Linked DNA regions of Mus musculus: regions 2, 3 and 4 are each linked to region 1. Evidence: chromatin contacts called from public HiChIP or PLAC-seq data. All regions are on one chromosome and are shown on one strand. Each heading gives the region's core, a stretch centred on a gene start, on an enhancer-like site or on the middle of the called end of the contact. The rest is flanking DNA. Distances are from core to core; before and after follow the strand shown.

Region 1 (5,359 bases), core at 505-3,004:
GAATCCCAGCAGAAATCGCGTCTGGTGGCTTCTGGAGAATCCAGCCTTTGAGACGAGAGGGTTTGGAAGCTGAGAAGCTGAGGTGCTTTTTATATGTAGAGGAAACTTGTCAAAGTAAAGTGATATCTTATTTTTAAAAAGGCAAAACAACAACAAAACCCCTTTAAATGAGATTTTTCCCCCATAAAGTTAATTTTAAAGCAGGCTTGAGAGAGAAAGGGTATGTTTTCAACAACTTAAGAAGCAGATCTTAAACTTTTACACGAACACAACCAACTCTGCTCCCTCTTTTAACTTCTGTTCAAGACAAAGCAGACAACTCTCTAGGATTACTAGGTGAGAGACCCCAGAGCCTGCTGCCCACAGCAGGAAGACACCAGGAAAGACTCCCGGCAGCCCCAGGTCTCTCCCTGCCCGGCCAGTGCCACAACTCAGCCCCATTACCCTGGTCTCAAATCGCACGTAGGTAAGATTCCAAAAGATGGGATTGGGGTTTTCTCCAGAGAAGCTTAACTTACTACAGGGAGTGCCCAGGGGAAGGGGAGGTGATGGGCAAATCTAGGGGTGGGGGTATTTTCCACTTTCTTCAGCCTTCCGGCTGCTTATGGTGTAATTGCCAGGGACTGGGGTTGGAGGGAGCCTGTCTCACTGTCAGCTCTCTGCACAGGAAATGGGGCGGCAGACAAAGAGCCCGGCCTGGGCTCCCTGACACCAGGCCCTGCCAGTCCCACAAACCTCACAGGAAAAAAACCCCTTGATGCCTGAGACAATGGCTCAGGAAAACAACAACTTACTGTGGCTTTCTGCTGTTGTTCCTCTACCACATGAAATTCAGAGCAAGGGTCCACACCGAACACTGTACACGGTGATACGTTTAAAAATAAGTCCCAAGGCCCCTCCCCTCTACTCCAGCACCCACATGTTTAACTTCTCCTTACTTCTGTAAATTCCTACTTATGCATAAAATGCCAACAAAATCAAAAGAGAAAAATCACTTATAATGTAACGATCTTGTCAGACCTTGCTAGTACATCACAAGTAAACTTTTAACAGCGTGTCTCCTCCAGCCCTCCCCGGCTGCCACCCTCCTGCCGGGCAAAAGCGAACTGTCCTGAAATGGTACACAACTCTCTTTCCACTCGCTCCACCATCACAAGAAAGACAAGAAAATGTTCATAAGCCAGTCAAAGCCCCCCTCCAAAGGAGGAGTGGCCATCACAAAAGCAAAGAGTACATTCTAGAACATCTACCTTCATAGCACAGAACGCCGATATTGTTGTTCATCTTGTCCAAGTATTGGTAGTTCAACAGGTCCATCTTCATAAACAGCATTTATCTGTCCGGCTAGCAAAGAAAAACAGTTCTTTGCTTTCACCCCCAAAGAGAAAGTTTCAAAATTCAGTCTTAGCTGAGTAGCTCCAGGCTCTCCTAAAACTTCAGGAAGACAGAGGCCCAGCCTCAGGAGATCAAAACAAAGTATGTAAAAGGTTTTTAAAAATCATACACACACACACACACACACAAAAATCAGACTCAAACAAAACCCGTCAAGGGCTTGTGGAAGGTGTCTGATTGTGTCTTCTATTCGGCTTTAAAAAATCATTTCAGAAGACTTCTCGAGCCCGTCTTGGGGGTTTAAAAAGAAAGCAGTAAAAAAGAAAAACACAAAGCACATTTCTCAGGACAAAGGCACTCTCCCTCACAGCCCGCTGCAAGCTGACTGCACTGACATGCGGGCTATGCTTGGTATGACTCGTATGTAAACCAGCTTCCTCTGCTTTTGGGAGGGGGTAGAGGGCTGCTGTGAGCATGCTCACTGGAGCCTCGGCTCAGGCTCCAGGCGCTGCAGAATTAGCAGGAAGCAGAAAGAGGCGGGGGCAGTGAGGCACAGGGGGTGAGGAGAGCCTTTCCTCCCCGGAGCCAGAGGCCGGCAGAGGCAGAGGCCGAGGAAGTAAACCCCAGCAAGTTTGTGGGTGTTTTGTTTGTGGGGGAGGCTAAGCACAAAGTTTAAAAAAGAAAATCTGCTGTGGAAGCAAAGTACAGGGAATTTAACTTTCCGTGACTTCGTTGCAAGGGCTGGGAATCCAGGGCTTCCACAGGGGTGTGCTCTGTTTGGTACAAGGTTTCTTTGTTTCTTTGTAAGATGGGTTTATTAAGTCCAGGGACACAGCGAGTGTTTACATTTTCTTTTTTTTTTTTTTTTTTTTTTTTTTTTAAAGATTTTATTTATTTATTTATTATATGTAAGTACATTGTAGCTGTCTTCAGGTCTCATTATGGGTGGTTGTGAGCCACCATGTGGTTGCTGGGATTTGAACTCAGGACCTCTGGAAGAACAATCAGTGCTCTTAACCGCTGAGCCATCTCTCCAGCCCGAGTGTTTACATTTTCAAAGTCAATGTTACATGTAACTTCCTTCCTAAACTCTGTAGCTGTACAGATGGACAGGACACCAGAGGCAAATCCGTCCTCAGAAGAGTAAACAGATCTGGGGACAAGTGAGTGGCCTACAGGTCTCTCTCTCCCTCTCTCCCTCCCTCTCTCTCTCTCTCTCTCTCTCTCTCTCTCTCTCTCTCTCTCTGTGTCTGTCTGTCTCTCTCTCTCGCTCTCTCTCTGTCTCTCTGTCTCTCTGTCTCTGTCTCTCTCTCTCTCTCTCTCTCTCTCTCACACACACACACACACACAAACACACACACACACACACACAAACGGGGGAGTGGGGAGCTGGCTGGAGAGGTGGTTCCGAGCACTGGCCACTTTTGCAGAACACTTGAGTTCAGTACCCAGCACTCATAAGCACCTGTAACTCTATTTCCATGGAACCTGACTCCCTCTTCTGGCCTCCATGGGTACCGCATGCAATGACACACAGACATTGGAAAAAAAAAATGTACAAAAAAAAAAAAATACTTTTTAAAAATCTGTTTTCCAAACTCATCTGGGAGGTTGTGACCAATCATGGAAACTTTAAAAATGTTCCAAGTTCAAATCCAGAGCAGTGCTGAGCTTCATCAGCATCATGGAAGAAAGGAAAAGACCTGCTCTAAGTGACTCTGCTGCAGCCTGGCAGAGTGGCACCAGCCTGTAATTCTAGCAGTCGGAATCCGAGGGAGAGGAACTGCCACAAGTTCCAAGACCTCTCTGGGCTACTGTCAGCTCTGTCACACCTTCCCAAGACTTCATTACAGTCACTTATTTTAAGATTGAAGCAATCCCCTACAGATGGAGGGGTACACACAAAACGCTTAGCAACTTCTCCTCCATGACTCAACATCAAATATGATGGTTTGTAGGCAAGGGGACACCAAGCTCAATCCCAGGGACCTATGTGGTAAACGGAAAGAACAAACTCCCCCCAAAGTCAGACGCAGACATGCTCAGCTTCCGTGTCCCCCCCCCCCCCAAAGATGGGGTCTCACTTTAAAGCCCTGGCTGTCCTGGAACTCACTATGTAGATGTGACTGACCTCAGACTCACAGAGATCCGCCTGCCTCTGCCCATCCAGTGCAGGGATTAAAGCTGTGTGCCACCATGCCTGCTCAGACACGCTCAGCTTTAAATGGCTGGCTGTTTTCATATTTCTCCACAATGCTCATCAACCCACGAGGGGTGTTTTCCTGATGCAATGAAGGTGAAGGAGGAAGCTCTCCACTTTAAAGTGAAAAGGCAAGATAATAATCCCTGGGAAGATATATGTCCTTTTTTTAAAGAGCTATTTTTATTTTTAATTATGTGTATAGAGTGGAGGCTGTGCATGTGACGCAGGTACCTACAGAGTCCAGAAGAGTTCTTGGAACCCCTGGAGCTAGAGTTACAGACAGCGATGAGCTGCCCAATGTGGCAGCTGGGAACGGAACTAGGATCCTCCGTAAGAGCAGAACGTGTTACAAACCACTCTGTTGTCCCTTCAGCTCCTATGCATCTTGTTGGTGATGGTGATTTTGTTTTTAAGACTGGGTCTCGCTTTATAGTCAAGGTTGGCTTAAACTCATGATTCACCTGCCTCTGCATTGCTGATATCAAGACTACAACCCCCACAGTCAGCTAATGGATGGATCACAGGGCTCCCAATGGAGGAGCTAGAGAAAGTACCCAAGGAGCTAAAGGGATCTGCAACCCTATAGGTGGATCAACATTATGAACTAACCAGTACCCCGGAGCTCTTGACTCTAGCTGCATATGTATCAAAAGATGGCCTAGTCGGCCATCACTGGAAAGAGAGGCCCATTGGACACACAAACTTTATATGCCCCAGAACAGGGGAACGCCAGGGCCAAAAAGGGGGAGTGGGTGGGTAGGGGAGTGGGGGTGGGTGGGTATGGGGGACTTTTGGTATAGCATTGGAAATGTAAATGAGCTAAATACCTAATAAAAAATGGAAAGAAAAAAAAAAAGACTACAACCGTGGGCCACCACATCCAACTGCAGTGTCTTTAAAGCTTAGTAACTAAAGGCAGTACAATTCTAAGCAATTAACAAGACCTTCAAAGGACCACGATGGAAGCACCTGACTTAAAACACAAAGTTGACAGGGAGCTATGAACGTTCAGAGCTGCAGAGGTGAATGTCTATATGGGATGTGTGTGTGTGTGTGTGTGTGTGTGTGTGTGTGTGTGTGTGTGTGTTCTTGCTAGTCACAGATTATGTCACATACTAGTATCAGATGACCAAAGTAAACTACATGTGGAAAAGACGAAAACCAAGGCCCAGCTGTAGTCAGTATAAGTCTCACCACAGCATACAATAGGTACTCTACAAATATTGGTTATGGCTCAGCCTCCTGGTGGAACAGAGATGGCGCCGTCACCACAGACACAAGCCCAGGCTAACCACTCAATCATTCTGCCTGCCAGAAAGCTGACTACTGAGTTAGTCTACATCAGCCAAACCCACGAGCAGCTTAAAAGCCGGGGGCCTGATAGCACTTTCAGATACTTATTAGAATCAAATGTTCCTACTTGAGCCTTTCGGAGAAGGGAACATTGTATCAAGTTTGGGAAGACTGGGAACACACAGCCCCCACTGAGCTATCAGGTCCCCGCCTCCAGTCCAGTCAACTGTTCTCTTTAAATTTCACAGTGGTTCCACTTTTAGACAATGGTTTCTGTCTAAAGGCGGTTCCCCATCACCATTCATGCAATTAAAATCAGTCTAAACTGATGCGTGAACAACAAAAGCAAAAAAAATCCAAAAAAGATTTTAGGAAATGAGCTGGTGTCCTTCATCAACTGAACAGCTGGATGTGTGAGAACTCAGGCTTACAGGCATCTCCGAATGTTCACATCCTCTACACATTCCTCAGCAGAGTACAAACAACCATCCAAGACACAGCATGGGCCAAGGCGCTTTCACCCTTGAC
Region 2 (5,653 bases), core at 3,145-5,644, 680 kb after region 1:
CATCCCCTTCTCATTGAATCCCTTCTTTTTCCTCACAGCCAGACCCCCAGTTACTTTGGGATGTATGTTTTTTTTTTTTTAATTGCCCACTGAGTTTCACTAAGTCTGTTTGCAACAGCATGAATAGGAGTCATTTACTTGAGCATGGGCAAGTTGCTAGTGGCTCTCTCCAGGAACCACTAACTTCTGATTGCTGCCTGTGGAGAGGTGAGTGTCTATGAGTCTCTCCCCCACCCATGACAGGATGCTGATGAACCTAGTATTTTTCTTTTTCTCCTTCAGATAGAGTCTCACTGTGTAGTGGCAGATCTGTATTCACTATGTAGACCAGGCTGCCCTCAAACTCATAGAGACCTGACTACCTCTGCCTCCTGATTTAAAGGATTAATACTAAAGGCATTGTCTTAGTTGCGGTTTTACTGGTATAAACAGACACCATGACCAAGACAACTCTTATAAAGGACAACATTTAGTTGGAGTTGGCTTACAGGTTCAGAGGTTCAGTCCATTATCATCAAGGTGGAAGCATGGCAGCATCCAGGTAGGCATGGTGCAGGAGGACCTGAGAATTCTACATCTTCACCTGAAGGCTGCTAGCAGAATACTGGCTTCCAAGCAGCCAGGATGAGGGTCTTAAAGCACACACCCACCGTGACACACCTCAACAGGACCACACCTTCTAATAGTGCCACTCTCTGGGCCAAGCATATACAAACCATCACATTCCACTCCCTGGCCCCCACTGGCTTGTTCAAACATATGAGCCTATGGAGGACCATACCTAAACATAGCATAATTCAAATACATTTAATCCCACTTCAAAGGTCCCCACAGTCTATAGCAGTCTCAATAATGTTAAAAGTCCAAAGTTCAGAGTCTCTTCTGAGATTCATCCAATCACTTAACTGTCATCTTCAAAGCAAGACTGGAAACCAACTGGGCAAACTCCAAACTGCATCTCCATGGCTGGTGTCAAAGCAGTCTTTGTATCTCCAACACCTTTTTCATCTTTGTTGACAGTAACAAACTTTCTCCTAGTCTGGTTCCACTGCTTTTTAGCAGCTTTCCTCAGCAGATCGACCACAGCTCTGGCATATCAAATATCTTGAGGCAACACGTCAATGTTACAGCTTCTGTTTCAATGCCTGGGATCCACACATGATCTTCTTTGCTCCTCCAAAGGGCTCCAATTGGCACTTTCACCAATGGCCTTCCATGGCCTCTCACAGTGTCAAGCATCAGCTGCTCTTCATGACCCCTTCATGCCTTCAAAACCAGTACCCCCTGGGTGACTCTTACACATTACCAAGTCCAGCTGCAGCATGAGGTACAACCTTGGCTATCTCTGGAACACAGCTTCTTTGTGCTCTCAGAAGACACTTCCCAGAAGATTTCACCTCAGTGATGCTGGCCTCTTCTAAATCACCACTAATTTCTTAGCTCCAGATAACCAGCATCAATTTTCCCAGTAGTCCCTTTAATTCTGGACTCTAAAGCCAGAGCCATGTGGCCAAAGCTGCCAAGTTCTGCTGCTTGCTGGGGCTGGAACATGGCCCCATGTTCTATTACATTATCACTAACTAGCTTTCTGTTTTCTAACTCCTTCACTACCTAACCTTGGCTATCCTGGAACTTGCTCTGTAGACTGACTTTGAACTCAGAGATCTGCATGCTTGTCTCCTAAACACTGGGATTAAAGGTGTGGGCCACCAAACCTGGATTTAAGTTTTTCTTCACCTGCCGGGCGGTGGTGGCACACGCCTTTAATCCCAGCACTTGGGAGGCAGAGGCAAGTGGATTTCCAAGTTCAAGGCCAGCCTGGTCTACAGAGTGAGTTCCAGGACAGCCAGGGCTACACAGAGAAACCCTGTCTCGAAAAACTCCCCCTAAAAAGAAAAAAAAAAGGTTTTTCTCTACCTAGAACTTGCTCTGTTCTAGGCTGGCCTTGAACTCAGAGATCTGCTTGTCTTTGCCTCCTGGGATTAAAGGCTTCTGCTACTGGATCTAAATTTAGCTGGGTGGGATCTTGCCACAAAGTCACCACCCCCTAAATTCAATTTAATATCCTTCAGCTCCATTTCACTTCCTGGTGCCCCTTTAATACTCAAACCATATATTTTTATATTTTTCCATTATCAGCTGGCTGCACTTGTTTAAAATGCTCTTCATGAGGCTTAACCAGAAAACAAAGTCTATGATGGGCTTTTCTGAGGCTTCCTTTGTCAATGCAATCAATCTGTGTCTCTTCACTTTAGCCTCAGGCAGACTCTTCAGACAAGAGCATATTCTTCACCAAAAATACCACAAAAACAGTCTCTAGCCCACAAACTGAAATTCTCCCCTGAAACCTCTTGGGCCAGGTCAGCACAATTCAAATCACTCTCAGTAACAAAGTCTTCCGTATTCCTGCTAGGATAACCCACTAATCCCTTTTTAAAGCATTCCACTGCTTTCCAAATCCAAAGTCCCCAAATCTATATTCTTCCAAACAAAAGCATGGTCAGGCCTAGCACAGGGTTTTACTGCTGTGAATAGACACCATGACCAATACAAGTTTTATAAAGGACAACATTTAATTGGGGCTGGCTTACAGGTTCAGAAGTTCAGTCCATTATCATCAAGGCAGGAACATGGCAGCATCCAGGCAGGCATGGTGCAGGTAGAGCTGAGAGTTCTACATCTTTGTCTTTTTTTTTTTTTTTTTTTTTGAGACAGGGTTTCTCTGTATAGCCCTGGCTGTCCTGGAACTCACTTTGTAGACCAGGCTAGCCTCGAACTCAGAAATCCACCTGCCTCTGCCTCCTGAGTGCTGGGATTAAAGGCGTGAGCCACCACGCCCGGCTCTGCATCTTTGTCTTAAGGCTGCTAGTGGGAGACTCACTTCCAGGCAGCTAGGATGAGGATCTTAATGCCCACACTCACACTAACACACCTACTCTAACAGGGCCACACCTTCAAATAGTGCCATTCTCTGGGCAAGCACATACAAACCATCACAGGCATGCACTACCACAATTGGCCGTGGGCACAGTCTTCTGCAGATCTTTTGTAGGTAGCCACAGCTACTGAGTGTTCCTAAGTCTAAAGCTATGTCATGTCGGGAGACAGCATTCCATGGCACTCTCCCAACCCTCCAGCTTTTACATTCTTTCTCCCCCTTCCATGATATTCTCAGAGCCTTGCTAGCAAGGTCAGGGTATTGGCACACATGTTCTATTTAGAGCTGAGCATTCAGAAGTCCTTACCTGTTTTTACAGTGTACCACCTCTATAAAATGAAAAGAATACCCATAATGTTTCCAGAGTACTATGCTGTTCATTTTTTCTTCTTCTTCTTTTTTAAATTTATTTATTATATGTAAGTACACTGTTGCTGTTTTCAGACACACCAGAAGAGGGCACCAGATCTCATGATCTCATTTCGGCTGGTTGTGAGCCACCATGTGGTTGCTGGGATTTGAACTCAGGATCTTCAGAAGAGCAGTCAGTGCTCTTAACCGTTGAGCCATCTCTCCAGCCCCCTGCTGTTCATTTCTATACAATGCCAACTCAACACAATAAACCAGGAGACACTTTTTCAAAGCTGATAACACAACTGTAGTTTGCAAAAATCCAAATTATATATATGTACATACTGCTTCAGTGTCTGCCTCCAGATTCCTGCCTTGAGTTATGTACGTATGTATGTATGTATGCATGTATGTATGTATGTATGTATGTACACAAAAAGATCAGTACGGGGAGAGGATATTTGGTGTGGATATAATCAAATACATTGTACACATGTATGAAATTATCCAAAAATAAATAAATAAATAAAAATTCTTACTAGAGGATGGCTCAGTGGTTAGGAGCACTGGCTGTTTAGTTGGGGACCAGGGTTCAGTTCCCAGCACCGACATGGTAACTCACAATCGTCTGCAACTCCAGTTTCAGGTGATCTAACTCCCTCTTCTGGCTTGCACCAGCACTGCATTCCACTTGGTGTACAGCCACACATGCAGGCAAAAACACTCATATCATAAAATAAAGATAAATAGTAAAATTACTTTTATCATCATTAACATCATCAATCATCATCATCATCATCTTAAAAGACTGCCTTGAGAGATGGGGGCCGAACCCTAGAAGTAAGGGCCTCGCAGATGATTGGTAAATTCAGTATACTAGACATGCTCAGACCCTTAGCCTCAGAAAGTTGGGATCCGGACTACTAAGGAGTAGGGACCTTCCGGCTCCAGGCCCTGGCGGAACCCATTGTGATGGTGGTTAGGTTTCCGGGCGGCACCTTAGAAGTAGCGCACGAACGAGGGTGGCGCGCGCAGGAGTGACGCGACTCCGCGGGGGGCGGGGCGGGGCGGGGAAGGGCGGGGCGGGGCCGGGCTGGGCCACGGCGCTGGCGGCTCTGAGGTTTCAGTGCGACTCCAGCCCGTGGCCCCGCCGCCATGAGCACCAAGCAGGTCACCTGCAGGTGAGTGCGCGGCCCCTCTGGGCCTTGGGCGCTGCGGGGCAGCCAGGGAGGGAGGCGAGGGGCCGAGGCGGGCGGTGGCGGGGGGCGGACAGCGCGGATAACGCGCAGGAAGGCCGCATAGAGGCTAGAGCGGCAAGAGCTGCTGCAACCGCGACTTGCAGAGAGTGAGCGAGGGCGATTGCGGGGAAACACGGGCAGGTCGCATTTCTTATCCAGCATCACCACTGAGCCTCCGAAGAGTCCCATTTCGAGATGCAGGAAACCGAGGCCACCAGAGGTAAAGCGACACCCATTTAGGAACAGAAAGGCGGCTTGTTAGACGAAGTGGAAAGCAGAAAACTATTCCGTGACTACTATTTTGAAACAAAAATAGTTGGGTTGAGTAGCAACGTACTAACTTGGTGACGAGCTTGTGGCTGTCATTGGGGTCTAGTCCTGTGAGTTTGCATGCTCAGGAGGTGCAGCTTGGGAAGTAAGGCTTGTGAGAATCCCGACTGTGGAAACCCAAATTTCAAAAGGCTCCAAAATCCAATACTCTTAAGATACCTAAATAGAAGGCGGGCGGTGGTGGCGCACGCCTTTAATCCCAGCACTGGGAGGCAGAGGCAGGTGGATCTCAGTTAGTTGAAGCCAGCCTGGTCTATAGAGGGAGTCCAGGACAGCAAAGGCTACACAGAGAACTTTTTCAGGGTATGTGTATAAGCATATGTGAAATGATGAATTCTGTGTTTAGACTCTTGTACTATCCCCAAGACCTTATGTACATGAAAATACTGTAAAGTACAAAAAAAATTAAAGACTCTCCTGAGCCCAAGCTTTTTGGATTAAAGGAGCCTCGGCTTATACAGACTTTAGTTGGTTTCAGTAAATTAAGAAATTGAGATGTAGTTTGGATATGTGGTAAGCATTTAATGACCTTGTTATTTCTCATTAGTGCAGACTCCTAGAACTAATACCTTTATGAAGAGTTCTGTTCGACTTAAGATATTAAGGGTTGAACCATGTACCAAGGTCCCAGGTGGTTTATGTTAAGTAGTAATCAGAAAACTGCAGTTTGTGTATGTCTGTGTGTGTCTGTGTGTATGCATATGCTAGTTTTGTGTTAACTTGACAAAGTTGACATGAGACATCATCATTTGGGAAGAGGGAACCTCTTGGTTGATAACTGATGTGGGAGGACCCA
Region 3 (5,322 bases), core at 356-2,855, 640 kb before region 1:
TTTGGGACAGGTCCTAGGTGGAGGTGCCATTGACCTAAAGTCTGACACTTGCCCTTGCTTTGAGGTAATATACCCTGGCTGGCATGGCTCTAGTCACATTTGCACGTAGGGTCAGGAGCTCTGTATCCAATCATATGCTTATGAGACGTGGGGAGAAGACCCTATAGTAAAAACTGAGCTCCCGAGACTAGAAGACGTTGAAATGATCATCAGGCAAGCCAAAGCACCCTCCCCACTTGCCTCCCTAATCTTTTTTGTTTTTTGAGATTTAGGGTTTCTCTGTGTAGCCCTGGCTGTCCTGGAACTCACTCTGTAGACCAGGCTTGTCTCGATCTCAGAAATCCACCTACCTCTGCCTCCCAAGTGCTGGGATTAAAAGCTGCTTCCCTAATCTTGTTGGGAGCCACGGCCACATTTCCCCTGACAGCTTTGTCGTTTCATCCACGCATCAGCTCCCACCCCAGTGGCACTTTCATGGGTGGACCTATGCCTCATCCCAACCTAGGCTGGGACCCTCATGGGTGGCCCTGGCAGAGCTTGTCAGTCTGGGCTCTCGAAAGGTTGTTTCGGAAAAAGCCCGTTTCTTTCACTTGCCCCATAAGAAGAGCAGTGGCCTGTGCGTCTACCATTGTGTCCCTAAGCCCAGACCAGAGTGTGTGGGGCTCACGGGAGCCCCAGAAAGATTCATTTGAAGTACACACAGTCAGCACCTGGTAACCAGTCAGGAGGCCATAGGGCCCTAAGCCTAGATGCTTGTGGGAGGAAGTGCGGAGAAAGAGTCAAAAGCTATGTAGCCTTTGGAAGTTGAGGTTGGAGACCCCAGGGTTAATGCAATTAGAGGATGGGAAGTCAGATATTGAATGCCAGACCCTGGGATAGAAGCAGGAGGCCATTGAAATTGGAGATAATGAATTCTTTCTGCGTCTTTGGGGAACATGGAAAAGGGAGAGATGCCCCTTTCCCCAAAGCCTCCACGGAAGGAGCCAGAAGGTCTGGACTTGGAAAGAGGTAGCTGGAGCTGGCCAGGGGCAGAGGTGTTCTAGATAATCCCTCACGCCTCAAGAACTGCAAGCAGAGCACCTAGGGTCCTTAGCCAACCCTGGGGGTTTCCAGTTTGTGGTTTGCTGCACACACACACACACACACACACACATCCTCCAAGACCAATCCTGCAGTGACAGTCTTTCCCAACCTAGTAGCTCAGGTGGTAACTTTGTTTCCCAAGAAGGAAGCTGCAGACAGGAGAGGTAGAGAGGAGGGAAGAGTCCTACCCCACTGCCACAATGCTTCCAAGAGAGATGTGACAGAGCCAGAGAAACCAAGAGACCAATTAAGGTAGACCTTTGAGGCCAGGAGACTGAAGGAGGGTGGAGGCCAAGGAAAAGAGGGAGAGGGAGCAGGGCTGGGAGAGAGAGAGGAGGTGGGAGGGAGATGGGGAAGAGAGGAGGCAGCAGGCAGAGAGAAGAGGCAAGGCGGGCAGGGCCTAGGAAGGAGGGGAGCAGGGCAGAGGGAGGAAAGAGAAGGGGGTAGGCGGAGGGAGGAGGAGGCAGGCAGAGGGAGGGGGAACAGGGCAGAAGGAAGAGGGAAGAGAGAGTAGGGCAGAGGTAACTGGGAGAGAGGAGCAGGAACAGAAAAGGTGGGAGATGGAGGCTGAAAGGTAGGGGCGGGCAAGACGGCACGGACAAGCCCCGCCTAGAGGGCGTGTCTTGACAGCCCCGCCCCCTCCGCCGGCCCTGGGAGCCCTAGAGAGCTGAGAGGTTGCAGGCGAGCTGCGCGAGCCCAGGAGCCCAGGCGCCCGCGTCCAAGCGCGGCCGAGCCCGGAGCGGCCCGCGCAGCCCCGGCCGCAGGTAGGAAGGGAGGCTGGCGTCGGGGCACTGGGTGGAGGGCGGGACCCTAGGCTGCATCGTCCCCCGTCCTCGCCCCACGACGTGCGCCAGCTGCATCCCAGGGATGCTCCGGAGGCGGGAGGGTCCCAAGAGGCCAGGTGCCGTCTATGTCCTAGTTCGTTCGCCAGCCGACGGCGGGGTGCCCAGGAGGGAGCCAGACCAACCTGCGCCACATCCCCAGTCTCCGCATGCCTTATTTATTAGGGGCGGGAGGATGGAGGGGCTGGGGACTACCCGAGGATGGAGACATCTCCTTCCCATCCCGGGGCAGCTCAAGCTCTTAAGAAACCTTGTCTCTAAGAAAGTGTACAGCAGCTGGGACTGAGCGCGCGCAAGCTGGCGCTGCTGTCCTGTTCACCTGAGAGATGCCCAGTGCAAAAGGTGGGTCGGGCCAGGACTTCCCGTGGTTTGCCTTTCCCAGGTTTTTTCTCTTTCCTTTCTGTGGCAATTATCACGGCTTCTCCATGCTTCCCTCCGTACCCACCCACCCCATGGGTGACACCCACAGATGTCCCGTTCTGTGTTTGCTTTAGGCTTCCAACAAGAGACTCAGAGTGGGCAGCTTTGTACGGAGCCAATGTCCTCTCAAAACAGACCTGAGTCTCAAGGGGAAAAATGGGTTTTTGAAAGCCAGTTTATAAGACCAAGACACCTGAGGTCTACTGGCTGGACCTCCTGCCCACCCACGAAGATCAGGGGTGAAAAGGACTGTGGCCACATCAGGGAAGGGACTATGTCCAGCCGAGTGGAACTTGATGCTAGCCCCAGTTTTTCTATGGCAAACAGGGAATGTGTTGGACAAAAGAAAAAAAAAATGGTGTGCTGGGTCCTGCCTATGTTCTCTGTTGTGAACTTTGGTGGAAACAGTGGAGCGTGCATACCCCAACTTCCAAATTGCAAAACAAAAGCGATCTGTGGGAATTCAAAGTGCCCTGCAGTCTTTCCCCACCCCAGTTCTGGAAAGGATGGATCAGGTCTTGATCAAAGCATCCTCAGACCCTCTTCCAAACGAAGGAGGCAGAAAGAAAGTGGCTCTGGGAGGTGTAAGTCCCTGCAGAGAAGAGAGAAAGAGGGAGCTTTCCCTAGAGCTGGAGGGCAAAATGGCTGAGCCTCCCTTGAGCCTCAGAAAGGAATTGCCAGGCAGGCGGCAAACAAAGAAAGCGCTCTGCTCCAGCCAAGTGCTGGCTTGGTGGCCAGTGGCTAGAGGACAAACAGTGAGTCCCAGGCAGTGAGACACAGGCTGCCCTGTCCCCAGAGCTTCTGTGGAGTGGGGTTCCCTGAGAAAGGCACAGGAGACAGACGGCCGGTCACCACTGAGGGAAAAAACGGCAATGATCAGTCCCCAGTGGAAACCGTGTTCTGGGGACCCACATTTGTTGAGAAGTAAGGTCTCCTGGGTGAGGCTCTAACGAGGGGTCCAGAGGTCAAAGAATAGGCAGCTAAGAGGGTGAAGGCAAGGCTAAAGAAAGATGCACATAACTCCACACTAGTCTCAGCCCAGTATTTGACATTCCTGGCAACCCAGGAGAAAGGGATGTGAATTTGTTTATGTGAGACCCAGAACTCAGGAAGAACTCAATATGTGTTCCAGAATAAAGCCCACCTGGGTGGAAGGCGATTGCCTAATAATGGTCCAGCTAGCTATGACCTGCCCTTACGTCTACCTGTGTTGCTGAGGCAGGAAGGTTATAAAATGCTTTGTTCAAATCCACACCCAGGAACGAATGAATATGCCTTGGGCTAGGTACTTTTACAATTTCTTGGCCAGGTGATCTTGGCCAAGTTCTAATCCCCTTTGGAAAGAAGAAATGGAATGTCAAAATCTTTTGGTGCGTCAAGCTTGTCATTTCTAACCTTGTACAACAGGATCTGCTTTAAACCTCACTTCAGAAATGAGGAGAGGGTGACACAAAGAGGGAGAACAACTTGGTCAAGGTCACACAGCAAGGAGGAGGCAAGGCAATCCTAGGCTGCCATAGTGTGCTTCCCCGGTCTCAGTCTTCACATCTGTAAAGTGGGATAGTCAAGGGAAGAGTAGTGACAGTGAGATTTCATGGCAGACAGTGAGTTAGTCCCTCTGGACCTGCTGTCAGAGAAATGGCTACTTCTTTTCCTTCCCAGCAAGTGGCACATCTAGAGCAACATTAAATAAATTGCCTCCCACAGAAATGCCATTCCTAGGATTGGCTGTGAGAGATTTTTCAGGTCACTTGGAATTCAGAACTGTCTCCCCCTCCCCGTCTCTTGCTTGTTGGATGCCCGGCCCAGTGTCGACCCTAGCAAATCCAGACTTGGCCCCTATTTGCAGCCCTCTGCATTCCGAAAGTTCCCCCGACCTTGAGAGTCTTGAGAGTGGGCAGTGTCCCATGCCTTTTCCTGCTGCCTGTTCCATGTCGCGACAGGTCGCCCTTTGATCTCAAGCTGTGCTGAACCACAGCTCCCTGCTCTGTCCATTGCATTCCTGAAGCCAAACCCAAGGAGAGAGCACCCCTATGCCTCCTTGCCTGGTCCTAAAATGGAAACGTGGCAACAGGGCCTGTCTTTGCCTAAATAGGAGCTGTCTTTTTCACTCAGCGCTGCAATGTTACCAATCCTTTACTTGGGGAATAGTGGTCAGCCCTCGCTGAGATGGAAATGACCTTAGAATGACTTCAGATGACCTTGAAATGACTTCATCTGCAAAGAGTAGCTCCTCCCCCTGCTAATGAGAGCAGCCCCTCCCCCAGCTGATGAGGTCACCAAGTATCCACTGCTCCAGGATTTGTCGACTTTTTTTTTTTTTTTTTGACAGCTTTGCCCTATTCTCTGAAAGTCATTCTTAGGTAGTGGAAGAGAGCCTCCCCCCTACCCCCCACCCCCTGCCTCTGAGAGGGAAGAGGATGGTCAGTCAGATTCTAATCTCAAAATAGGGCTTCCTGGAAGAGGTGTCTCTGTGAATTTGTTAGACACCTAGCACTGTCCTCTACCATAGACTGACTCTGAGCCCTCAGAGGCAGAAGGAAGCAGAGAGAAGCCCACGCAGAACAGGGCCCTGTTTCTTGGTACAGGCAGTAGGTGTGAACGCAAGCTGTGACGCTTGAACAGAGACCTGGAATTCAGATGTAAACAGAGGAACAATTTCCAAGAACCCTCATCCTCACGCCAGCATTGCAACTACAGGGACAACTGTCATTGCCTGCATATTGACAATGTGCCACAGAACGTGCCCCATGATACACTTCTGTGTCATTTAATTTGTATAAGCTCCTGTGAGCTGTGTATACCTATCCCTGTGTACTTGTTGTATCAGAGGACAATAAATGGGGCTGAGTCTGAACTCAGCCATCAAGTCTCTAAGTCTCTTGCAGGTGATACCGGCCGCGGTGAAGCACAGGCACAGCCCACTAGAGAAACTACAGGGTCTCCCGAGTGCGTCCCCAGCATCTGAGCCTAACCA
Region 4 (5,555 bases), core at 2,144-4,643, 840 kb after region 1:
GCCCCACAGTACAGGCTGAGGGGCAAGCAGTGCACAGGAGTCCCACTGGGTAGACGTGAGGCTCGGAGGACACAGTTGTCACTGAGTCAGCCCCAAGAGTGAACACGTGGCTCCAGAGTCCCCAGAAAGAAACCGCAGATAGAGATAGTGCTAATCATGGAAGTACATGAACAGGAAAAGTGCAGCCTGCCCAGCGCTGTTCTCCCACGTCCTCTGCCAGCCTCATTCCCATTGAGGACACTCAGCTCTCACCTGTGCCAAACTGGTTATTGGATCAATAATGAGAAGAGTGCAAAAAAAAAAAAAGTGGCTCCCCCCACCCCCAGTGGCCAACTTCACTCCCTGTGTCACTCCCTGTGGATACCAGGCCTCAGGACACCAGTGCACAGCACCTAATGTATAGACCCTGATGGTTACCAGCTTACAGTGGGATCAGTTCCTGATAGCACGCTATAGGTTGAAGGTAAATTGAAAACGCATTTGTGCCTAGCCAGCGGCTCACCGGCACAGCACACTGAGTGCTGAGTTTTCATCGAGTGGCTGATCTGGAGGTGGCTGTTCTGTCTTCAGGCCTGGACTAGCGTTTGCTCTGGATGCCTGAAGAGCAAAGGCTGGTTTGTGTTATTGCTGGTGTGTGTGTGTGTGTGTGTGTGTGTGTGTGTGTGTGTGTGTGTGTGTGTGTTATAGTAAAATGACATCTAGCCCAGTTTAAAAGAGGGCCAAGGATATGAATACAAGTTTCTCGTACACATGGCCAATCGATCTCCACACCATCATTCATTTGTGAAACACAAATCAAAACCACAATGAGATTCCACTTCACCCCCACTAGCACGGTTAAAATGAGACAGAAGGGAACAAGTGTTGACAGGAATGAGAAGACACCAGAGGTGTCCTTAGAGCCATGGCAGCAAGGTAAGATTGTGTAGCCTGTCCTGGAGAACAGGTTTGCAGTTCCTCAAAATGCTAATCATAGTTACCAGCTGATCCTGGACTTCACTGCTAGGTATATACTCAAAAGAATTGAGCCGGGCGGTGGTGGTGGCACACACCTTTAATCCCAGCACTTGGGAGGCAGAGGCAGGTGGATTTCTGAGTTCGAGGCCAGCCTGGTCTACAGAGTGAGTTCCAGGACAGCCAGGGCTATACAGAGAAACCCTGTCTTGAAAAGCCAGGAAAAAAAAAAAAGAATTGAATTCTGGGCTGCTCAATGGGTAAAGGTGCTTGCCACCAAGCCTGACAACCAGAGTTCAATCCCCAGGACTTAACAACAGGAGAGAACCAACTCCAACAAGTTGTACTCTCACCTCTACACATGCACCATAGTATGTGCACATGCACACAAACATACCCACCTCCCACACTAAGTAAGTATAACTTAGAAAGAAAGTTTAAAAAGAAGTGAAAACCCATAGGTACACAGGGACCAGTGCCTGAACAACTGTGGCAGCATCATTGAAAATAGCCCGACGGTGGAAACAACAGAAGTCTCTGTCAACTGGCCAATGGATGCACAGCCATGCAGGGGAAGGCAGGGCGATCTAATGTCATGTGGATGAGCATCCAAGTCAGAAGGGACTAAATACTGCACACACACAGATTGCCCAGCCAGGGATGGTGAGGGAGATCAGAGGGTAAACGTGACACCAAACCTGACCTCCTGAGTTCAGTTTCCCATCATTCACATAGCAGAAGGCGAGAACTAGCTCTCAAAAGTTGGTGGCACACACCTTTAATCCCAGCACTCGGGAGGCAGAGGCAGGCGGATTTCTGAGTTCGAGGCCAGCCTGGTCTACAGAGTGAGTTCCAAGACAGCCAGGACTACCCAGAGAAACCCTGTCTTGAGAAAGAAAAAAAAAAAGTTGTCCTCTCATCTCCACATTTGTGTCATAGCATGCACAATGTACACATGTATTCCACACACACACATATTAAACAAACAGACACATTTTTTTCTTTTACAGGCTCCGAAATGCCTAGCTATATCCATGGGGTCAAAGCAACTAGTTCCTGAGGGGGAAGTGCCCGTTGTACAGGACCAGCCCTATCCTGGGATGAGAAGTGTTTTGAATTTGATAGCCAAGGTTGTATAATTCAGTGAGTCTATGGGAAACCTCTGAATTGTCCTTGTAAAGAGGGAACGATTACAGCAGACAAAGCCCATCTGTCAATAAAGGAGGCAGGTGAGACAGGCTTTCATGTAGCCCAGGCTGGCCTTGAACTTATTGTATAGTTGAGGGTGACTTTGAACTCCTGATTCTCCTGACCCCATCTCCCAAGTGCTGGGGTTACAGGTATATGTTGTCATGTCTGGTTCAACAAAGCTGTTTCAGAGAGAGAGGGACAGAGAGAGACAGAAAGACAGAGGAAGAGTCTCACACACACACACACACACACACAGGTGGGGGAGAACAGACGTGGCTGAGAAAGCAGCTTCAGGAGAATGTTAGAGCCAGATGGGCTAGTGTGGCAGAGGCCACATCACCCAGAGTTCTGGTCCCACTCTCTACAGATCTGTTTCCTTGACCAAAACAGGGTGTCCCCCCCCCACAACTCCACCACTACCACCACCACCACCACCACCACACACATTATTTTCACCATGCCTCCCCTAACACATGCTCCTACCTCTAGGTAGGGCCCTGGATTATCTAGGGCAGTTTTAAACAGAACTAAAGAGGACAATAGCACCATTCTGTCCCCTTTAAAAGACCTGTTGGGGGCTTGAGGACCAGGATACTCTGAGCAGAAACCACCGGATGAGGATGGCTGTCATAGGGAGAAGTAACCCCCAAGAGGGCTGAGTGTGGTTCCCTGGGGTCTGCCAGCACCCTCTCCCCTGGGGCCATCCCTCGTGATGAGAGGCTATGAGGGAGGAAGGTGGCTTTACCTGATCTGAGCCAGAGGCCGAGGCTGAGACCCTTTGCATTCCCTAAGCTTCTGGCTTCCACCACAACAGGCTGAGAAAAGCCTCTAGATACTTAGTCAAATCCTTCATTTCCAAATGGGGAAACTGAGGTCCAGTGAGGCCAGGCATTTCTAAAAGTCCACAGCAAGCCAGTGATAAGAGTCAGCGCTGGTCATGGACTGTCTAAGCTATGGAAGTGTCAAAACAAATATGAGGGGCAAATGGTCCATCCTGCCCCGATGTCATCCACAACGGACACTGAGGGGCCTCAGCAAGCCAGGGAGGTGCAGAGCTGGGCTTCCATCCCAGGCCACCAAGGAAGCACAGGGAGCCTAAAGATCAACCATGTCTCCCAATCCTCTTGAAACCACCCCGATCCACCCCCACCCCTGCTTGACCAGTCCCATGTCCCATGTCCCATTACCTGGAGTCCCTGGGCTCATGTGAGCTGCAAGGTGAGCTGTGTGTTGACTGTGAATGTGGCCGGGCTGGGGAAGGAGAGGCCATGGCACCGTGACAGCAGAGGGCGGGGCAACCATGACGTTGCCCCTGGGCCCCCGCTGGCTCACCCTGGTGCTGTGGCATTGGCATTCCTTCCTGTGGTGCTATCAGCCCCCAGGCCTTCCTGTCTGACTTGCCTCTTCCCCCAGCATCCTAAGAGGGGCTGATGGTGGCAAACACACCCCCACAGACCCCAGGATCACACTAAAACCTGAAGCCCCGAGTGGCAACCATGGTGGACCTCCCCAGGTCGTGACAAACTCCAGGAAGGGAGGAGTTGAGGGTTTGTCTTGGGTTCCTCCTCCTTGCCCAGGCGGCTGATTCAGGTTCCAGCCATGTGTCCCGACCTGCCCTGCAAGTTAGAAGATGCTGTCATGTTCCCTGCTTCTGGATACCAAGGCTGGAGTGGTGTATGGAGAGGACGAGGGAGTTCAGGGACCATGGAGAGGGGCTGAAAGCCATACAGTGCTTCCCCTTGGGGAGGGAACTGGGTGGAAGCAAGGAGGCAGGTCAGGAGAGCAGCCGCCTGGCTAGGATGGGTAGGAACTCAGTCCTCAAGAGGCAGGAAACCAAGGGTTACCTCACCCAGCTGCCACCTCTGCGTTGTGCTCACTCATCAGTCACCCTGAGCAACAGGACAGGAAATGTTTGCTGCCACTGTCCAGGGGAGTACCGACCAGCAGGGATAAAAGGCAGGGCCATGAGCTTCCTGGAAAAGAAGGCCCCGCTCATCCTAGTCTCAGGCCCGACCCATGACTATTTGCTCAAGCTCAGCATGTGCTCAACCTGTGAAGCAAGTCCTACAGGCCTGCCTCTGTTGTCCCCCAAGCCCCACCCCTGCCCCCAATCCACTTCCACAGTCACCATGTGGTTCTTACACCACCACTTCTCTTCCCCGGCTTCTGCCCTGCCCCTCCCCCATTGCTGTCCAACTGGGCAGCCAATTTAGCTCCGTACCCACTATGAATAACTGTCAGTTCTCAGGGCACAGCCCATTCTCGAAGTCCATCTGCCCCATGCCTCTTGTTCCGACCTTAACTCTATGACAGCCTCTCTCCCTCAGCCAGTGCTATCCCAGATAGGCACCTACCTCAGGACCTTTGCACTGGCTGTTCTATTCAGAACTCTTTCCCTTAGAAAGCCTTCTTTCTTCACTCTTTAGGTCTCTATTCAAATGTTACCTTCCCAAAGGGCCTGCTGTGATCAGCCTGCTAGGACGCTAGCTCCTCCTCAGCCTACCTCAGCCTACCTCAGCCTGCCTCAGCCTGCCTCAGCCTGCCTCAGCCTGCCTCAGCCTGCCTCAGCCTGTTTCAGCCTGCCTCTGCCTGCCTCAGCCTGCCTCTGCCTGCCTCAGCCTGCCTCTGCCTGCCTCAGCCTGCCTCAGTCTGCCCTGCTGTTCCACACTCCACACGTTATTTTCTGGTGCAAATTTCCTCATTAAGCACGTGCTCTAGGATCTGGGACAGGGACCAATGTGTAGAAGGCATTCAGTCAATTTTGCTGCATGAGAAAGCGATCAGAAAGGTTAGCCTGATGTGTGCGTGTCTGGTGGTGGGGAGGGTGGAGGGCACACTCCAGACATCACTCCATATGGTATGAGAACAAACAAACAAACAAACAAACAACCTTATTTATTCTCATAATGTACTCACTTCAGATGAGCAAGAGACAAAATCACCTGGAAACCCCTTAGAAACTGCTAAACCCCCGGGGCCCTTCCTAGCCACATGCAATCACAAGTTGTCCCCAGGCTATCCTAGCACATCTGCGCTGACACATGCTCATGTCAGAGCCCCACCAGTCTGAATGTTTTCTGCCATCTTGAAGGCTTAAATGACTGGCACACAGGAAGTGCCTTCTCAAAGGAATCGTCTAACTTTGGTTTCCCTTCTTCTGATTCTGTCATGAGGCACTTCCCCCCACCCCCACCCCGTGCCTCAGTTTCCCTCTCTGCCTCTCCTGAAGCACCTGCTTGGATATTTACCTGGAGCCTGACAGCAGTACCTCCGAGTGGGCAGATGTCATAGTCAGGGTGGACCTGTCTGAGGTGTCAAGGAGCCCCCCCCCCACCTTAGCTCCACCCAGGTGATGTCAGTGCCCAGTGTGTGGGTGACTCACAGCCTCCCACCAGGATGGAGCACAGCTG

Evidence for each region. HiChIP or PLAC-seq counts read pairs in DNA pulled down with a chosen protein or histone mark.
Region 2: an HNF4G HiChIP or PLAC-seq map of pancreatic cancer cells shows a contact between it and region 1. The contact joins the promoter of Mkrn2 here to the promoter of Vgll4 in region 1. A contact is called at or near these places in 1 of 484 Hi-C or Micro-C datasets (the N1E-115 cell line) and 3 of 115 datasets of contacts at active chromatin or transcription factors (astrocytes, pancreatic cancer cells and regulatory T cell precursor).
Region 3: an H3K4me3 HiChIP or PLAC-seq map of embryonic forebrain shows a contact between it and region 1, with 2.2 times the contacts expected there. The contact joins the promoter of Slc6a1 here to the promoter of Vgll4 in region 1. A contact is called at or near these places in 1 of 39 promoter capture datasets (hippocampal neurons) and 1 of 115 datasets of contacts at active chromatin or transcription factors (embryonic forebrain).
Region 4: a contact with region 1 is called in a FOXA1 HiChIP or PLAC-seq map of pancreatic cancer cells. The contact joins the promoter of Tmem40 here to the promoter of Vgll4 in region 1. A contact is called at or near these places in 2 of 39 promoter capture datasets (embryonic stem cells and stem cell-derived epiblast-like cells), 1 of 484 Hi-C or Micro-C datasets (LSK cells) and 4 of 115 datasets of contacts at active chromatin or transcription factors (large pre-B cells, memory CD8 T cells, neural tube and 1 more).

What each region holds. Positions count from the first base shown.
Region 1 is chr6:114,920,067-114,925,425 of GRCm38.p6, forward strand. It overlaps Vgll4 (vestigial like family member 4), which reads right to left and starts at 1,755. Exons shown (of 5, transcript NM_177683.3): 1 at 1,251-1,755. The coding sequence starts at 1,332.
Region 2 is chr6:115,597,544-115,603,196 of GRCm38.p6, forward strand. Mkrn2 (makorin, ring finger protein, 2) reads left to right here and starts at 4,395. Exons shown (of 8, transcript NM_023290.3): 1 at 4,395-4,470. The coding sequence starts at 4,445.
Region 3 is chr6:114,281,030-114,286,351 of GRCm38.p6, forward strand. It overlaps Slc6a1 (solute carrier family 6 (neurotransmitter transporter, GABA), member 1), which reads left to right and starts at 1,606. Exons shown (of 16, transcript NM_178703.4): 1 at 1,606-1,847.
Region 4 is chr6:115,755,606-115,761,160 of GRCm38.p6, forward strand. It overlaps Tmem40 (transmembrane protein 40), which reads right to left and starts at 3,394. Exons shown (of 12, transcript NM_144805.2): 1 at 3,333-3,394.